4 separate regions of the Mus musculus genome follow, and regions 2, 3 and 4 are each linked to region 1. A link is a contact called in public HiChIP or PLAC-seq and promoter capture Hi-C data. All regions are on one chromosome and are shown on one strand. The core of a region is the stretch at or near the end of the contact, and the rest is flanking DNA. Distances in the headings are between cores, read along the strand shown.

What was found. Promoter capture Hi-C pulls out the DNA fragments that hold promoters and counts their contacts. HiChIP or PLAC-seq counts read pairs in DNA pulled down with a chosen protein or histone mark.
Region 2: a contact with region 1 is called in an H3K27ac HiChIP or PLAC-seq map of hepatocytes, with 6 times the contacts expected there. The contact joins the promoter of Sdhb here to the promoter of Klhdc7a in region 1.
Region 3: a contact with region 1 is called in an H3K27ac HiChIP or PLAC-seq map of epiblast stem cells, with 3 times the contacts expected there. The contact joins the enhancer-like site here to the promoter of Klhdc7a in region 1. A contact is called at or near these places in 2 of 39 promoter capture datasets (embryonic stem cells and liver), 1 of 484 Hi-C or Micro-C datasets (liver) and 4 of 115 datasets of contacts at active chromatin or transcription factors (embryonic stem cells, epiblast stem cells, kidney and 1 more).
Region 4: a contact with region 1 is called in a promoter capture Hi-C map of liver, with 4 times the contacts expected there. The contact joins the enhancer-like site here to the promoter of Klhdc7a in region 1. A contact is called at or near these places in 11 of 39 promoter capture datasets (the 3T3-L1 cell line, 3T3-L1-derived adipocytes, the C10 cell line and 6 more), 2 of 484 Hi-C or Micro-C datasets (both in liver), 3 of 115 datasets of contacts at active chromatin or transcription factors (embryonic basal ganglia and embryonic stem cells) and 1 of 9 other capture datasets (embryonic stem cells).

What each region holds. Positions count from the first base shown.
Region 1 is chr4:139,966,085-139,970,064 of GRCm38.p6, reverse strand. It overlaps Klhdc7a (kelch domain containing 7A), which reads left to right and starts at 2,039. Exons shown (of 1, transcript NM_173427.2): 1 at 2,039-3,980. The coding sequence starts at 2,431. Mir2139 (microRNA 2139) reads left to right here and starts at 2,445; the gene lies at 2,445-2,539.
Region 2 is chr4:140,959,632-140,963,611 of GRCm38.p6, reverse strand. It overlaps Sdhb (succinate dehydrogenase complex, subunit B, iron sulfur (Ip)), which reads right to left and starts at 2,341. Exons shown (of 8, transcript NM_023374.4): 1 at 2,136-2,341. The coding sequence starts at 2,207.
Region 3 is chr4:140,622,989-140,626,968 of GRCm38.p6, reverse strand. The region is part of intron 1 of Arhgef10l (Rho guanine nucleotide exchange factor (GEF) 10-like); the gene reads left to right. Among named protein-coding and RNA genes, the nearest start is that of Gm42335, 20 kb to the right of the region's middle. Within about 2 kb of position 2,023, at least 164 of the 459 cell types and tissues checked have an H3K27ac peak or open chromatin away from gene starts, as enhancers often do. A contact at or near this core is called in epiblast stem cells, kidney, liver and 1 more, where this site is marked.
Region 4 is chr4:140,521,589-140,525,568 of GRCm38.p6, reverse strand. The region is part of intron 26 of Arhgef10l (Rho guanine nucleotide exchange factor (GEF) 10-like); the gene reads left to right. Among named protein-coding and RNA genes, the nearest start is that of Gm42335, 82 kb to the left of the region's middle. Within about 2 kb of position 2,203, at least 5 of the 459 cell types and tissues checked have an H3K27ac peak or open chromatin away from gene starts, as enhancers often do. A contact at or near this core is called in liver, where this site is marked.

The sequences.
Region 1 (3,980 bases), core at 790-3,289:
TGAGGACCACAAACTCCCTTCCCTTGGCTGCATTCTCTGCTCTGGTGGCCTCCCTGTAACAGAGGAAGGATAAAGCCACATTTCAAACATTAACACGCAGACTCTTGAGAGGTGGGGACCTCCATTTTAGGGTTCCCAGAGGGGTCTGTGAGCATCCGCTGTGCCCAGCAGCCCACCTGACTCAGCTGACATCCCCTCCCTTACCGGCTCCAGCCTGTATTATCCAGGTCGGCTAGGAGTCAGTCCTGCAGTTCTTGCCCAGGGCCTTTGGTTATAAGCAAGTAGTAAGGATTGGAAGAAGGGCTGAAAGAAGAGACTGGAGAAGGAGAAGCTGGTTTGAAAGGGCAAGGAACTCAGGAAGGCGGCCATGGAAGGGGCCTGTCTTAGTCAGGGTTTCTATTCCTGCACAAACATCATGACCAAGAAGTAAGTTGGGGAGGAAAGGGTTTATTCGGCTTACACTTCCATGTTGCTGTTCATCACCAAAGGAAGTCAGGACTGGAACTCAAGCAGGTCAGGAAGCAGGAGCTGATGCAGAGGCCATGGAGGGATGTTCCTTACTGGCTTGCCTCCCCTGGCTTGCTCAGCCTGCTTTCTTATAGAACCCAAGACTACCAGCCCAGAGATGGTCCCACCCACAAGGGGACCTCCCCCCTTGATCACTAATTGAGAAAATGCCTTACAGCTGGATCTCATGGAGGCATTTCCTCAACTGAAGCTCCTTCCTTTCTCTGTGATAACTCCAGCCTGTGTCAAGTTGACACAAAACTAGCCAGTACAGGGCCCAGGGAGGTTTGGAGTTTGACTGGACCTAGACGGCTGGAAAGATCCCCACCGGCAAAGATAAGGAGGCCTGGCCTGCAGGAGTCAACAAAGTAGGGCACACTAGACTGCCACATGCAGAAGGGTAAACTGAGGCTGTTGGGTGGAGGCTCACACACATAAGGACCTCCTAAGGGGATCCCAGGAGGCCAGCAAGATGACACTCCAGTCAAGCAAGGTGGCCTGAGTTCAACCCTCAGGATTTGCACGGCAGAAGGAGAACAGAATCCTTGGGCTGTCCTCTGATGTCACATGTGCCTATGTGTATTACCCACACATGCACTTGCACACACACACACACACACACACACACACACACACACACACACACACACACACACACACACACACACACAAATATAACAAAAAAGTTTAGAGTTTTCCCAAGGCCAGAACCCTCAGAACCAAGTTCCTGGGCCTTCAAATTGGATCGTCCTTTCACTTTGCAACCTGAAGACAACCTTTAAAAAGTGGAGCGTGTGCGTTGGGCATCTCGGCAGCTGAGGACCTGAATCCTGGGCACAGATGGAGGCTTACCCAGAGCAGGCCTGGGCCCCCACTCTTGCTCAGTGACTTTACCTCCCTTAAAACTGTGACCTCAGCACCCACCCTTGAGAACCAGTAAAAAAACCTGCACATGGGGGAGATAAAAACAGCCAAGCCTTGCTGAGCTTTAGCAACAACATGGGGCTTCATGCATGTTGACTACTCTACCTGATGAGCTAATGATGCGGTCACCCTCTGTCTCTCGCCACTTTTCAGGCAGGCACAGAGAAGTAAAGTTACTTGCCCAAGGTCACACAGCTGGTGAACGGCAGATTTGAGTCTGGGGTCCACAGTGCTGATGTGGGTTGGGGGTTGTGAGGAGTCACTCCTCCACAGGCCTCTTTTCCTATGAGGTTGGCTCATCATGAAGAGGAGGCAGGGTCTCTAAGGTCTCATTTTGTCTGGGTGCTAAGGTCTTGTATTTCCTGGCTGCTTCAGCAAAGCTAGTTTCTCTTCAACTTGTTGAGTAGAGGAGGAGGGCAGAGGCAGCCAAGGGCCCAGTCAGGTGGCTTGGCCGCCAGCCCAGGCCCAGCGTCCTCACTGTTTCATTGCTTGGCTGGTTAAAAGCTGACCCCTCAGTTAGGGCCAAGGCCATCCCCATACGCCTGTTAACTGTGGCTCCACCTGCTCCGGGAACCAAGGCAAAAGCTGCCCCAAGCTTCCAACCTAAGGATTTGCAAAAGAGAAAATAAACACCCTCACACACAGACCAACAGTGTGGCTTCTAGGCATCTGGTGACAGTTCTGCTCAGAGATTCCTTCCTCTTTGAATCCCTGTTGGACACTCCCTCCCACCAGGGGCTGCAGGTGACTGATCTGAAGCTCGGGCCCCTCCAGTCGGGACCCTCCCTCCTTTCAGGCAAGGATCCAAAGAGGCCAGCTGCAACCTTAGCCATCCCCTGCCCCATTGCCGACTCAGTGGACTCAAAGTCACCTCTGCTCCAGCAACCGCTGGCCAGATCCGGCTAGGGACTCCCTCCCACTCCACAGCAGGATCCAGGAACTGGTCCCTATTGGGCAATCATTAATCGGATTCTTGGCATTCCTCTGTCCCTGGCCAGCATGCTCCCCACTGGAGAAGGAGCAGAGGGCCAGGACTGGCATTTGGACATGCAGCTGCCCAGCAAGGTGGTGCTGTCCGCAGCTGCGCTGCTCCTGGTAACTGCGGCTTACAAACTCTACAAGTCCAGACCTGCCCCAGTCGGGCAGGCAGGGAGAAACAACAAGGACCACAAAGCAGAAAATGAAACAGAGGCCTTGGGACAACTTGCCTTCCAGGAGGCTCCACCGGGGACCCTGCCAAGGGGTCGAAGACGCAGGAAGGCCAGCAAGGGGGCTGGGACCTCACTGGACTACAGCTTGGTGGATCCAGAAGACCCCTGCATCCTGGACATTTCCAGGTCTGAAGAGGCCACAAGAAAAGGCTCTGATGAAAGTCAGGGCAGGCAGTGTCCAGACTCTCAGCAGGTGCCTCCTCCCTGTGGTGGCCAGGAAGCCGGAACAGATGTTAGAGGTAAGCCCAACCCTCCCCACCTCCCTCATTCAGGCTGTGAACCTACGAGCTCCTCAGGCAGACTTATCCCAGGAGTGGGTGGCAGCTGTGTGGGTGACAAGCTCTCTCCATGGCCAGACAGCAGACCCCCAGAGGAAACAGGATCTGGGGACCTGGAAGCCCCCAACGGTTGGACTGATCTTACACTGGTCAATGGTGACATGAACCAGAGTTGGATCTTCACCCACATGACAGGGGTCAGCAGGGGAGAGGCCGGGGTCCTCCAGGCTGCTGCAGACATGGGCTTGGCCACGCAGCAGCAGGAAGGAGCCACCAACGCCTCCCATACTTTCTCATCTGTGGCCCGGATCCGGATGGAGGAGAATATTATACAAAAGGCAGAGGGACCAGGGCTGAAGGGCAGAGTATATGACTATTTCGTGGAGTCCACGTCGAAGGCTGACTCCAGGCCAGTCCCCTGCCCAGCAGCTCTGGCTGATGCTCCATCCCCTGGGCCTGGACCAGAGCCCCTTGTCACTGGAGCAGCCTCCAGAGACGAAGCCGCTAACACAGCCGGTGGTGGTGCATCTGAAGCAGCATCCCCACAGCCTGTGGCATCCCCATCTGCACCGGGCTTCAGCAGAAAGGTGAGCCTCCTGCAGATCGCTGAGAACCCAGAGCTCCAACTGCAGCCTGAAGGCTTCAGGATGCCCCTTCCTGCCCACCTGGACCAGAGAGCCCAACTCAGCTCAGCCTGCAGCCACGGGGAGCCCCACGTGCAGCTTGTAGCTGGGACCAATTTCTTCCACATCCCGCTCACCCCGGCTTCAGCTCTGGATGTCCGCCTGGACCTGGGCAACTGCTATGAGATGCTGACCTTGGCCAAGAGGCAGGGCCTAGAGACCCTGAAGGAGGCAGCCTACAAGGTATTGAGTGATAACTACCTTCAGGTCCTCCGCAGCCCAGACATCTATGGGGGCCTGAGCGGAGCAGAGCGGGAGCTGATTCTCCAGCGCAGGTTCCGTGGCCACAAGCGCCTGGTGGTGGCAGACATGTGTCCCCAGGATGATAGTGGCCGCCTCTGTTGCTATGACAATGTGCAGGATGCTTGGCACCCTCT
Region 2 (3,980 bases), core at 1,092-3,591, 990 kb before region 1:
CTTTTCAACACTGGCTTATATATGTATTTGTATTGTTCTGACTGCAGGCGGGCATTCCAGGCGTCTGCCCTCCTGGAGTTCATAGTCCAGACGGAGAAATAAGGATGCTACTGGTAGTTAACCGAGTGCAGCTAAACTCCCACAGGCAGGACTGCAGTCCAGAGGTGCACATCACAGGACTGAGAACCAGAACTGAGGATGGCGCTGTTTGAGCACAAATATGCATTCCCACAGACAGGAGGCCTCTGGAAAGTAGGCAAAGGCCTCTCCTGAAATCCTACCAGAGTCCGACCTTTGAAGCCAGCCTCTTCTACACTCAGAAAGCCCAGCCTGAGCCTGAGAAGTCACCCCTTACAGCAGGGCTCTTACAACTCAACTGCTGCCTCAGCAACGAGGAAAGAGGCTGAAGAACAAGGTCACCAAGAACCATTAACTGGACAACCTATCATGTGGCTCCTCCCCCAAACCGACACACCCCCTTTGTTAGCCACTGATTGCTGCAGCTCTTCAACTAGGGGTGGGGCCTTGTGAAATTTCTCCCATTCCCCTTGGCACGGACTGGTGTTGTGATTATTCATCCCATGTTCTCAGCCCTAAACTCGTCATGCATAAGGAACACTAAATGCACTTAAGAGATTGTGTATGTATATATTTAGCAATGATAATTAAAGAAGTCATGAGTGTGAAAGGGAGGGGAGGCATGGGAGGAGAGAGGGGGTGGAAATTATTTAAATACAGTACTCATGCATAACATTCTCAACAACAAAAACAGAATCATTAACTGAATATCTGGGACACCAGCCTGAGGCTCTGGTAAGGCACTGTCTGTTTTTGTTGAGACAGGGTCCCAAGTAGCCCAGGTTGGCCTTGGATTCCGTGTGGGGCTGAGGATGTCCTTAAACTCCTGATCTTGCTGCATCAGCCTTTGGAGTGCTGGTGTGATAGGTGTGCATGCAAAGGGATGCACAAGTCGGGTGGTGGTGGTGGCTCACACCTTTAATCCCAGCACCCAGAAGGCTGAAGCCGGAGAATCTCTGAGTTCCAGGCCAGCCAGGGTTGCATAAAGACACTGTCCGAAAAGTCAAAACCTAACCAAAACAACACTAAAATTATCACAGGGTGGAGATTCATCTTAGCACTTTGGAAGGAGCAGAGTTCAGTTCCCTGCACGCATATGGCGGCTGATAACCACCTGTGACTCCAGTTCAGGAAATACAGCTCTCTTTTCTCCACGGGCACATGGTGCATATACATGAAAGCACACACTCATACACACACACACAAATCTAAAAAAAAAAAAAAAAAAAACCAACAAAACCCCCCAAAACAAAATGGGAGTTCCTGTTGTCCGCCTGTGAAGGACTATCCAGAAGCCCAGAGGAGGACTGAATGGTATCTGTAAAGTAAGGAGAGGCAGTTTTTCTCGCCTTTCTAAATGCTTCTACTGTGCAGCTCCCGAGGATACAGGGCGTGTGGGGAGACCTATGACAGAGCTACTACAGAATTATTAACAAAAGCAGCTCCAGGCTCTGCCTGTCATCCCATGCCAGCGGTATGAGATCAGTGCCGCTACACACCCCTGAATAAGCACGCTTCAGGGAACCGGGTCTTGCCTGCAGACTTCCACAGTACGGATCTTTCAAGGGGTCGGGGTCGCTTTCTTTCATGTCTCCCTTCCTCTGCGGGTCAAGTGCATTGCCTTGCAGAGTCCACCGCCCTCCGACCTGACCGATCCAGACCAGCCTAACCTGGAGGTGCGACCTGGCCTCCCGGGTCCCACCCCAGACACCCCGCAGGCCTCCCTTTCACACAAGCCTGGCGGAGTACAACTAGCAGGATTTGATTCTGGGTCCCGACCACAGGTCGCTCATCCTATGACCTTGACCTCTCCCTGTCCTCCTCCCAGACCTCTGTCTTTCTGTTCTCTCTTCCAACCTCCTCCCGGCCGCGCCTCTCTCTCCGGTGATGGAGAAGCGCGGAATGGCTGTCTGAAAGGATGCTCAAGAGCAGGATGCCGGGTTAAGTCCTCCCCCGAGGCCTGGACCCGGGCTCCTTCCGCCTCTCCGCGGCCTCTCTACCCAGGCAGCCTCGGTGACGGGCACGGCTCCCCACTGAACCACGGCTCCCGGGCTCACCTGCAGGCCGACTCTGCCGAGAACGGCAGCCGGGAAGCCGCGCTTCAAGGAGACCCCGACCGTCGCCGCCATTTTGGCTCCTGACGTCAGCCCCACCCCTTCCCCTCCGGCATCCCGTCGAACACCGCGGTGGGAAGCCGGCCTCTCACCCTGAGGACCGCTAGCCGCCTAAGCGCCAACGAGTGGAAGGCCGCTTCCGGTTTCTCCGAGCCAATGTACAGGAAGTGCGTGTGTGCAGCAGCGGCCCGTAGGGCGCATGCCCACTGGGCTTCCTATGTTCCTAAGGTGACCTCTGGAGTCTGAGGGGCGGGAGAGGGAAGGGTAGCGTGGAGGGGCGGGGCAGAGGCCAGGAGGGCGGGGCTTTCCTATTCTGCTGGTGGCTGTGATTTTTAACCCTTCTCTACTTGCAGTGGTGTCTGTCAATCACCTGTGACTCTTGTCTGGTCAGCTTTGTGCTAAATCTAGAGAACCTGTCAGTCCCTACCTGATTGGGACACTTGTTAAGTGACTGAAGTGATCAAAAGATGAACGTCACGTCGGTACAGAAGTTGCATGCCCGGCATATGGAGACAGTAGGAGAACCAAGCTCACCCTCCGCTACTTAATGAGGTCGAGTCCATCTGGGATACTTGAGACCCTGCCTCAAAACACACAAAACCAAAACCAAAGCAGCCAGAAAGGGTACCTAGTATGTGGCTGGTGCCAGCCTCTGGAATGCTGTGGTAAGTGAGCGAGCTGCTCACCTAATTCCTCTCTAACCCCAAGGAAGATGACAATAGGAAAGATGGGTGATGTAGCTTATAGGCTGTCCACCAAGGACCCACAGGCTGTCCACTGTCCCCAACTTCAGATCTTCCTACAGGTAAAGAACTGCAGAGAGCTGGGATTACAGCTGTGTGCCACCATGCCTGTGTGTGCTGAACAAGCCTTCTACTAACCGACCTGTGTCCTCAGATTTCGTCAGTTTCCTTAGTCACCTGAGCTGCTTTTTTTTTCTGGCACTTCTAGACAGGGTTTCTCTGTGTAGCCCTGACTGTCCTGGAACTCACTTTGTAGACCAGACTGGACTTGAACTCAGAAATCCGCCTGCCTTTGCCTTCCAAGTGCTGGGATTAAAGGCATGCGCCACCACTGTCCAGCCTTTCTGACACCTTTTATGGGTTCTCTCAGAGCCCCCCACCCTCTGACTGGGGATTTGACCACCTTGGGCAGGCGTGATCTTGGTATCCCAAGTCACTTGGTCTCTTGGGGCACCCAGTGACTTTGCTGGTCCTTGTTACCAGAGGAAGGATTTGATTTCTTTCCGCTCACCTTTGGCAGAGGAGGGCACTGTTTATAGTCTTGGGTTTCCTCACGCTGGCTCTTTTAGAAGACACTGGAGAAATTACCATGACAGGAGGAATGGCTAGATGGGGCCAAGTTTCTGGGAACTCACCCTGAATCTGGCTTCTCTGCCAGGTAGCCTCATTAAAGGGGGTGTGGAGAGGCCTGAACCCCTGGGGGTTACCTTGATCGCCCCCTCAAGGCCATGTGACCATTGACAAGTCCTTCGCCACTTTTTGACTTATAGCGTCCTTGCCTGAATCACTAGGGGTTGTGGCAGCTGAGTTAAGATTCTATGACTGGTGTGGTTGTCTTGCGCAACAGATGGTAAGGTGGCCTTGGCTTCTCAGGGGCCCTGGCTCAGCACTGGGTAGGTTCTTCTAGACTACCCAAGGGACCACCATCAGGGCCACCCAAATCGGCCAAGGTTGTAGGAAGGCTGTCATTTTCTTTGTAACTCCTCCAGGGTGTCAACAGGCAGTATTTCTAGAGAACTGGCCCCCTTAGCCATTTTTAGCCACC
Region 3 (3,980 bases), core at 774-3,273, 660 kb before region 1:
TCATTCGTGTGTGTGTGTGTGTGTGTGTGTGTGTGTGTTTGTGTGTGTGTGTGTGTGTATGTGTGTGTTGTGGTGTGTATGGTATGTGTGTAATATGTGTGTATGAGGTGTGGTGTGATTGTGCATATGTGGTGTGTATATGGTGTGTGTATGGTGTATGTGATATGTGTGTGGTGTATGTGGTATGTATGTGTATGATTGTGTGTGGTGTGTGTGTGGTGTATGTATGGTATGTGTGGTATAGTATATGTGTGTGGTGTGTATGGTGTGTATGTGTGTGGTGTGTATGTATGGTGTGTGTGGTATGTGTATATGTTTCATGTGTGTGGTGTATGTGTGTATGTGTGATGTGTGGTGTGTTTAAGGTCAGAGGACAACTTTGGGAGCTCACTTTTCTCCTTTTACCTTCTTGAGACAGGGTCTTTTCTACCTGCGGTAGCTCTGCACACCGCAGCATAACTGGTGCATTGGCTTCTGTGCGATTCTCCTGTCCCTGCCTCTGTCTTGCTGCGATCACAGGGGTGTGTTGCTGCATTGACTGTGTGCCTTCCAGGGACTGACCGGAGGCTGTCGGGCCTGCAGGGCCAGCACTGTCACCTACTGAACCCTAGCACATTCCTGACCTGAATTCTTAGCCTGCAGACATCTCTGCATGATCCGCCTGATCTGGAGGACTGGAGGTCACAGGGAGGGGCCTCAGAGAGGGTTACCTTGTACTAGGTCACACTGTAGCCCTTGCTGCCCTGCTGGATAGGGTGCCATTGGACTATGGTGGGAAGCTCTGTGGGCATGGAGGGAGGTGATGGTGTGCAGCTTAGCGCCCACCTGAGTGTGTGCTGAGCCCGAAGCAGTGTGGCCTCTTAGTGTGAGATCCCTTGGTGAGCTCTGGTCAGGTCCCAGGCCAAGTTCATCCCTCACCCCAACCATGGGAGCCTCAGGTGCTCAGCGTGCACGCACCCACTTCACTCACGCAGGGGAGTTAGCTCAGCTTGGACACAGTGAGCTCCAAGGATCCTCTGCCCCAGAGCGCTCCATACAGCATCTTCTTGGAGGTGGGTTGCAATACCCATCTATCCTGTCCAGGGACCCACCTGTCAGAATGGGCAGGGTCATTCCTACCATGATGTAGGGCCTGTACCTGCACCCAGTGCCTGCCACCTGAGGACTGGTAGCTGGGTTCCTCTGGCAGCCAGGCTAGCAGGAAGTGGGCACTGTGCTCATGAAAGTGCTTACTGAATGGCATAGGGGTGAGAGATTTGGGATGCAAGGAAAGAGGGGTGAGATTAACCCTGTGGAGGTCAGGGCATGTGAATTGGAGTCCTGGGGACATGGCCAACATGTGTTGAGGCCACACATGGACTTTGGATGCTTCTGACATTTGAGGCTGGATGTCATGGGACTTGTGTCTGTGCATCTCCCACCGTATCCCAGAGTCCCCTTAAGATGCCCTCCGTTGATCCCTTGGCTCTAGCCCACCACCCTTCCCCTGCCTGTCTGGACCATTGTCCCCATCTCAAGCTCCCAATGATGCTAACTCAGTCACTTCATTATGCCACGACTTCCCTGCTCTCAGAAATAAGGGTGGCAGAACTCCCTCTTAGCCTGGCACTTGTCCCCTGGGAAGTGGCTTCCTTTTCCAGGTAGGGAAGCTGACTTGGCCCAAGGCAGTGATGGGGACAAGCCTATGTCTCAAGGTCACTCATCTCTGCTCTCTGGGTCACAGTTTGGGATGTGTCTGGGAGTCCAGGATCCCCAGAGAAGAAGCTGGAACAGTATAGCTGCTGGACTGGAGGAGGCTTTCATACGCACTCCAGCCTGGCTGGACCCTGGGGACAGCAGGGTTAATGTGTCTGGGACTGGGAGGGGGAGGGAGTCTGAGTCTGGTGACAGCCAGCTTCTTCTCCAGCCAGCAGCTTCTCCAAAGGGCTCTGGTTTCCAGGGCAACAGACCCCAGAGTCCCCTCTGGCCTGCCTGTGGGGTGGCTCCTTCCCACAGAGGCCCAGGGGGCGGTGCCCCTCACCCTTCCTTCATTGACCAGGGGCTGGCCTAGGAGCTCGTTTGGGGTGGGTCGGGCACCTACCCTGAGCTGGGGACAAGGGATCCTTTGTTCCTAGGTAGCCTCCATTGACCAAGCCTCGCCCACTCCAGGGAGGAGAGATTCCCTCCCTGTTCCCTGCAAAGAAAGGAAGTTTAAGAAGAGACAGGGGCCTGAATGACCCAATGTCTAGGGGCTCAGTGTCTGCAGGCTCAGAGGGGAGGAGCCAGAGCCCTCCGCTGTCTCTTTGGTTTACTCTGCCGCCTGGAGCTCGCTCGCTCTCTCTCTCTCTCTCTCTCTCTCTCTCTCTCTCTCTCTCTCTCTCTCTCTCTCTCTCTCTCTCCAGCACGTCCCTTCCTCCAGAGGCAGCAGCTGAGGGACAGCCCTGCCTTCTCTTCCTGTGCCTCCAAGCTCAGTGGCCTGAAGACCTCAGGGACGTCCCTCGCTCCTCTCAGTCTGGTTCTGGGAAGGAAGGAATTCAGATAGCGACTGGCGACTTTGGGATTGGCTTCCTTTCTGCCCCTTGGCTGGTCCTGAGCTGTAAGAGCCACCTGTGAAACAAAATCTCCCCGTTAGGGCATTTATGAAGAACTGAAGTGGTCCCCCCCCCCCCACTGCCATCCCAATCCTCTTACGCTGAGGCCAGGTCCAGACCGTGATCACTCAAGTGCCTCTTGATTGCTCTCTGCCCAGTTTCTTCGTGAGCCATCCCTGCGTGGACTCTCCACCAGGCGGCCCTTGGTGCCGAGGAATTCCAAGGGCTGGACTTTGCAAGGTAGCCCTGGTGCCCCTTCCCGGCTGGGACTCAGGCCCATTTCCTGCATGGAACCCTTGGGGCAGAGTCCCTGTGAAAGGATTTTAGTGCATGCTTCCCTCCTTCTACCTGAAGCCTGTCCCTACAGCTGCCCCAGCTCTGTGCCCTTACCCCCAAGCGGGGACATGCTCTGTATTTAGTTGGGCAGCTGTTAGGCACTTGCTCTAGGCCACACTCTGACCACCCTTCCTGGAGATGAAGTGCAGCCAGTGTGTCCCAGAGCTTCTGGTCTAGTGAGCAAGACCCCTGTAATAGGGGCTGTGTCACCAACCTTGTGTGTGTCCTGTGCTGTTTCGAAAATAACCTCTTGGCTTAGGAGTGGCCACACCCCAAGTCAGAACCTCCATGTGTCTTTTTTAGAAAGCTCCGCAGCCAGGGCCCAGAAGCTACTATGTGAATCAAAGGAAGGGTCTCAATGGAGAAAGTGGGAGTGGGGTTTTGAAGGTTTAGTAGGAGTTTGCCGATTGAGAGAGGATTCCATCTGGAGAGAACAAACCATCTGAACCAAGGCCCAGAGGTCTGAATCGGGTCCCTGCTGTCACGGGCAGCGGAATTCCAGGACAGGCCAAGAGCCACTGAGACCTGAGACTGGAGGGGACAGGTAAGGGCTAATGTGGGAGGGCCTTGTTTAGGGCCTGGATGAGGAAGCAGCTGACCAGCGTTGTCAAGCTGTGGGAGAGTCACTGGGGTTCCTGAGGTGGGAGACCAGTTAGCCAAGTACCTATCTGATGAGAGCTGGAAGCTAGAGACACTTGAGGACAGTGGCCCCAGCCCTAGCTCCTTGCTACCCGCCCTTCCGGTCTCCACCTCCACTGGCTTTGTTGTTTGTTTGTTTGTTTTTCTGGCATCCAGAAGCCAGGCTTTGTTGTTTGTTTGTTTGTTTGTTTGTTTTTCTGGCACCCAGAAGCCAGACACGCTTGCTGCCTCTGAGGCTGGAGTTCCTCAGCCTGGTGGCTGGGCCACAGCCTGCTTCCTGTGTCATTTAAGGGTGGCCAGAAGCTGTCTGGTGTAGTCAGTGCAGCTGGACTCTGCCCCCTCCCCTCCCTAGGACCACCCCCCACTGTTGTCAGTGTCTGGCTTCACTCCCAGTCCTTCCTGAAGTCTGAGTCCCCCAGGGAGTGTTTCCTGGGG
Region 4 (3,980 bases), core at 954-3,453, 560 kb before region 1:
CTGGTTCATGGTGATTTAAAGAGGCACGGACCTCTTTAGCCCCGACCTTGATTGAATGCTAGGGCTGAGCTCTGAGCCTCTGAGAGAGGGCTGAAGAGATGGAATTCACTTGTGCCCCACTCAGCCCGTCTGGGTCCCTTTTCTGGACTTGTTTGCTGTCTTTTCTGTGTCAGTGGGGTACTTGTGTCCAGTGCCCTGCCTGACTCTGGAGAGGCCCTGTTGGTAAAAAGAAGTAAACACTAAGCTGCTGCCTACCCTTCCTGGGTAGCTCCCCCACCCAGCCAACCTTCCGGCCCCTCACGTCATCTCTGGCTCTAATGCCTTCGAGTGCTGAGCACATCACCCTGGGAATTTATGGCAACGGCACAGAAGCGTCACCTGGAGGCACATAAATATTACAAGACTGACTGTGTCAGCACTCCTTTCGGAAGATCGCTCACCTGGAACCAGCAGCGTGGGTGGTCCTGGCTGGGTGTCCAGAGGCTGTGGAGGCAGACGCTGTGGGTGGGGGCGGAACTTGCATCACGCTGGTTCTACACAGCAGCATGCAGGGGCCCTCAAGGTGTGACACATGCCTTCTCCACTGAGTCCTCAGCACCCCGAGAGGCAGAAAGAGAAGAGTACACTAGGTCAGTCACGGGGGCTGAGACCCTGCCCTCCTGGGGCCTGCTTTCTCTATTTAGTAATGTGCTCCCACTTTGTATTTTAAAGATTTGTTTTAGTTTTAATTGTGTGTGTGTGCACGCACACACACGTGCGCACGCGCACTCGTGCAAGTGTCCCCAGAGGCCAGAAGAGGCTGTCAGATCTATTGCCGTTAGAGTTACAGGTGACTGTGAGCTGAACTTGGGTGCTTTGAGAGAGAGAGAGAGAGAGAGAGAGAGAGAGAGAGAGAGAGAGCAAGCATACATACATGTAATACATGTATGTCTCTGTGTGTGCATGCATGCATATAGTGTGCACATGTTACTGTGTATGTATGCATACATGCATGTAATGTATGTATGTCTCTTTGTGTATGTGTGTGTGTGCATGCATGTAAAACATGTCTCTCTGTGTGTATGTATGTATGCATATATGGGTTGTACATATGTCTGTGTGTGCATGCATGCATGTAATGCACTATATCTCTGTGCATGCATACATATAGTACATGTATGTCTCTATGTATGTGCATGTATGCATGTAGTGCATGTATGTTTCTCTGTGTGCATACATGTAATGCACATGTCTCTGTGTGTGTGCGTGCATTCATGCAATGCATGTATTCTCTCTGTGTGTGTATGTGTGCGCATGCATGCACATGCTCTTTTAACTACTAAGCTATCTCTCCAGCATCCCACTGTGTAGCTTACTCTGGCCTTGAACTGCCTCAGTTTACTGAGTACCAGGATACAGGGACAAGCCTCTCCACCCGGCTCCCTAGAGCCATTAGAAAGCTCAGCACAGCAGGGCAGTGGTGGCACACGCCTTTAATCCTAGCACTTGGGAGGCAGAGGCAGGCGGATTTCTGAGTTCGAGGCCAGCCTGGTCTACAGAGTGAGTTCCAGGACAGTCAGGGCTATAGAAACCCTGTCTCAAAAAACAAAAACAAAACAAAACAAAACAAAAACAAAAAACTCAGCACACTAGGATCCAGGTTCCTCATAACTAGCTTGATACCCAGCGTTGCTTGGATTGGCCCTGGGCCTCTTTGATCTGGGTCCCAGATGCTATGGATACCACCACTTCCACCCCAACAGTCTCACTATTTCCCTGCATTCATAGCTGTGAGAGGCTCTGGGCTATACCTCTGCTTTCCCTGCCCCAACCCACTGTCTCCCTGGTGTCCCAAGGGAGCAGGAGTTGAAACCAGGACGGGGCTTTGTGCTTACTGCTGCCTGCTGAGTGTTGTCGCCTCTGGTGTCTCTTCAGGCATGGGACTTGGGAGAACCATCAAGTTTCCGCCTATGCAGTCTCTTTCGGTTGTGTGACATCTTTTTAGACTAGTGGTGTCCCTTCCACTGACACTAAACCTGCCGGGGAAAGCTTAGTATCTGCTGGCAGATCTTTTCTGTCCTTAAGCAGGACCAACACCTATATGGTCAGAGGGTGCTGTGCCAGGGTTCCTGGCTAGATTCTTTCTTGTGTGATCAGGACTGGCTTCCAGGAAAGTTCTGTTTACCAAGCCAACAGCTCTGTGGCTCCCTGGCACTGAGTGGTGGCCAGAGGGCACTGAAGCTTGTGTGACACTGCTGTCTTCCCCCACCCTGGGGTGCTGGAATTGGCTCCCCCTGGGGCCCAGAATGCTGGCATACTCTCTGTCCCCACCTACTCTCTCCCTATGGCCCAGGAGGCTCAGCTAGGAGGCTAAGATCAGCTTGTATTCCAGAGGTCAGTCTTCTGTTTCTGGGGAAGCCCCCGGTGAATCCCCCGCTCCCTGCCCGCAACATGTCTTGTCCCTGTGTGTTGGCATGGGCCTGCATGGTCCACTGGGTCCAGTATTGACCAGTTCTACCTCTAGGGAAACAAGGCTGGGGTTGCCCTGTGGACTTCTTCAATCAGACCTGGCAACCAGGAACCACCCATACTCATGGATTTCCTGGAAGCAACATAACTCAAGCCAAGGACCGGGCTGGTTTAGCAGAGATGGGCTGCAGGCCCTGAGTGACAGGGCTGCTGTGTCCCTGCTGTGTATTGCATGGCCCAGGCCTGGCCCCTGTCAGCTTAGATTCCCTGAGAAGCCCCTCCTATGAACCTCAGGAATGCTCAGACAGAACCCCCAGTCTGAGGGAGGAGATAGTTCCCTTCCTCATCCTGGGGATGCCCCACCCTGTAGAGACCATGCACCCTGCCTGTCTGAGGGTCAGACACTTCTGCTCTGTGTGTGTATGTGCACGTGTGTGTGCATGCATGTGTGTGTGAATGCATGTATGTGTGCGTATGCATGCACATGCATTTGTGTATTTGTGTGTGCATGTGCACATACATGCATGTGCATGCATTTGTGTGTGCATGCACTTGTGTGTATGTGTGCACACACTTGTGTATATGTGTATGTGCACATGCATGCATGTGCATGGTTTTGTGTGTGTGCATGCACTGTGTATGGATATGCTTGTGTGGAAGCTAGAGGACATCTTCGGATGTCATTCCTCAGGTTCTATCCTTTTTTTGTTTTCCCATTTGAGACAGTGCCTCTCACTGGTTTTGAAAATGAAGAGTAGCCAGAGAGTTCCAGGTCTCCGCCTCTGCAGTGGTGACGTTGTATTACACAGTATCATAGTAGCCTAGGGGGAAAACCCACAGAAGACAAAACTATAAAAGCACAGATGCTGGGGCTCAAACTTGGATCCTCACGCTTGCACGGTGCACACCCATGCTTGCACGGTGCACACCTCACTGCCTGAGCCGCCTGGCCAGCCCGTATCCTGGCGGGCTTTGTTGTATTGTTCAGTGGAGATCAGTGAGACTCCTGCCTGTGAGGAGCAAACCCAGTGGTGTGGAGTAGCTCTCCTCTGCTCTTCCCTGTCCTGCTTCTTAGAAGAAGAGACTCCTGCTCTGACTTCAGTCCACACTCCTTCCCGTCTCCTCCAGAGCGCTTGCTCTCTTGATTTTGAACATTATCTCTTGACTTGCCCTGCCCTCACCACACTATGAGAGATGAGGACTTGACTCACTCCTGCAACGTCTTCCCTGCTGGGTCTGCAGGTTGCCATGGTTACTTTAAAGAATATATATAGTTGGATGCGGCCTATGATCCTAGCAATTAGGAGTCCTAGGTAGGAGAATCATGAGCTGGAGGGCAGCCTGGGCTACATAGTATCAGTCTAGCCAGGGCTATATAGCAAGATCCTGTTTCAAAGAAAAAACCTATGCATGTAGCATCAGCTTCCGCTAGGTGGTGGCTCCATCTTTCCCTGAAAGGAGCCCCATGTGTGTTGGAGTTGGGTCTCCATTTGAGCGCCTTTGCCTTCTGTCCCTGTCACATTGATTGTCTG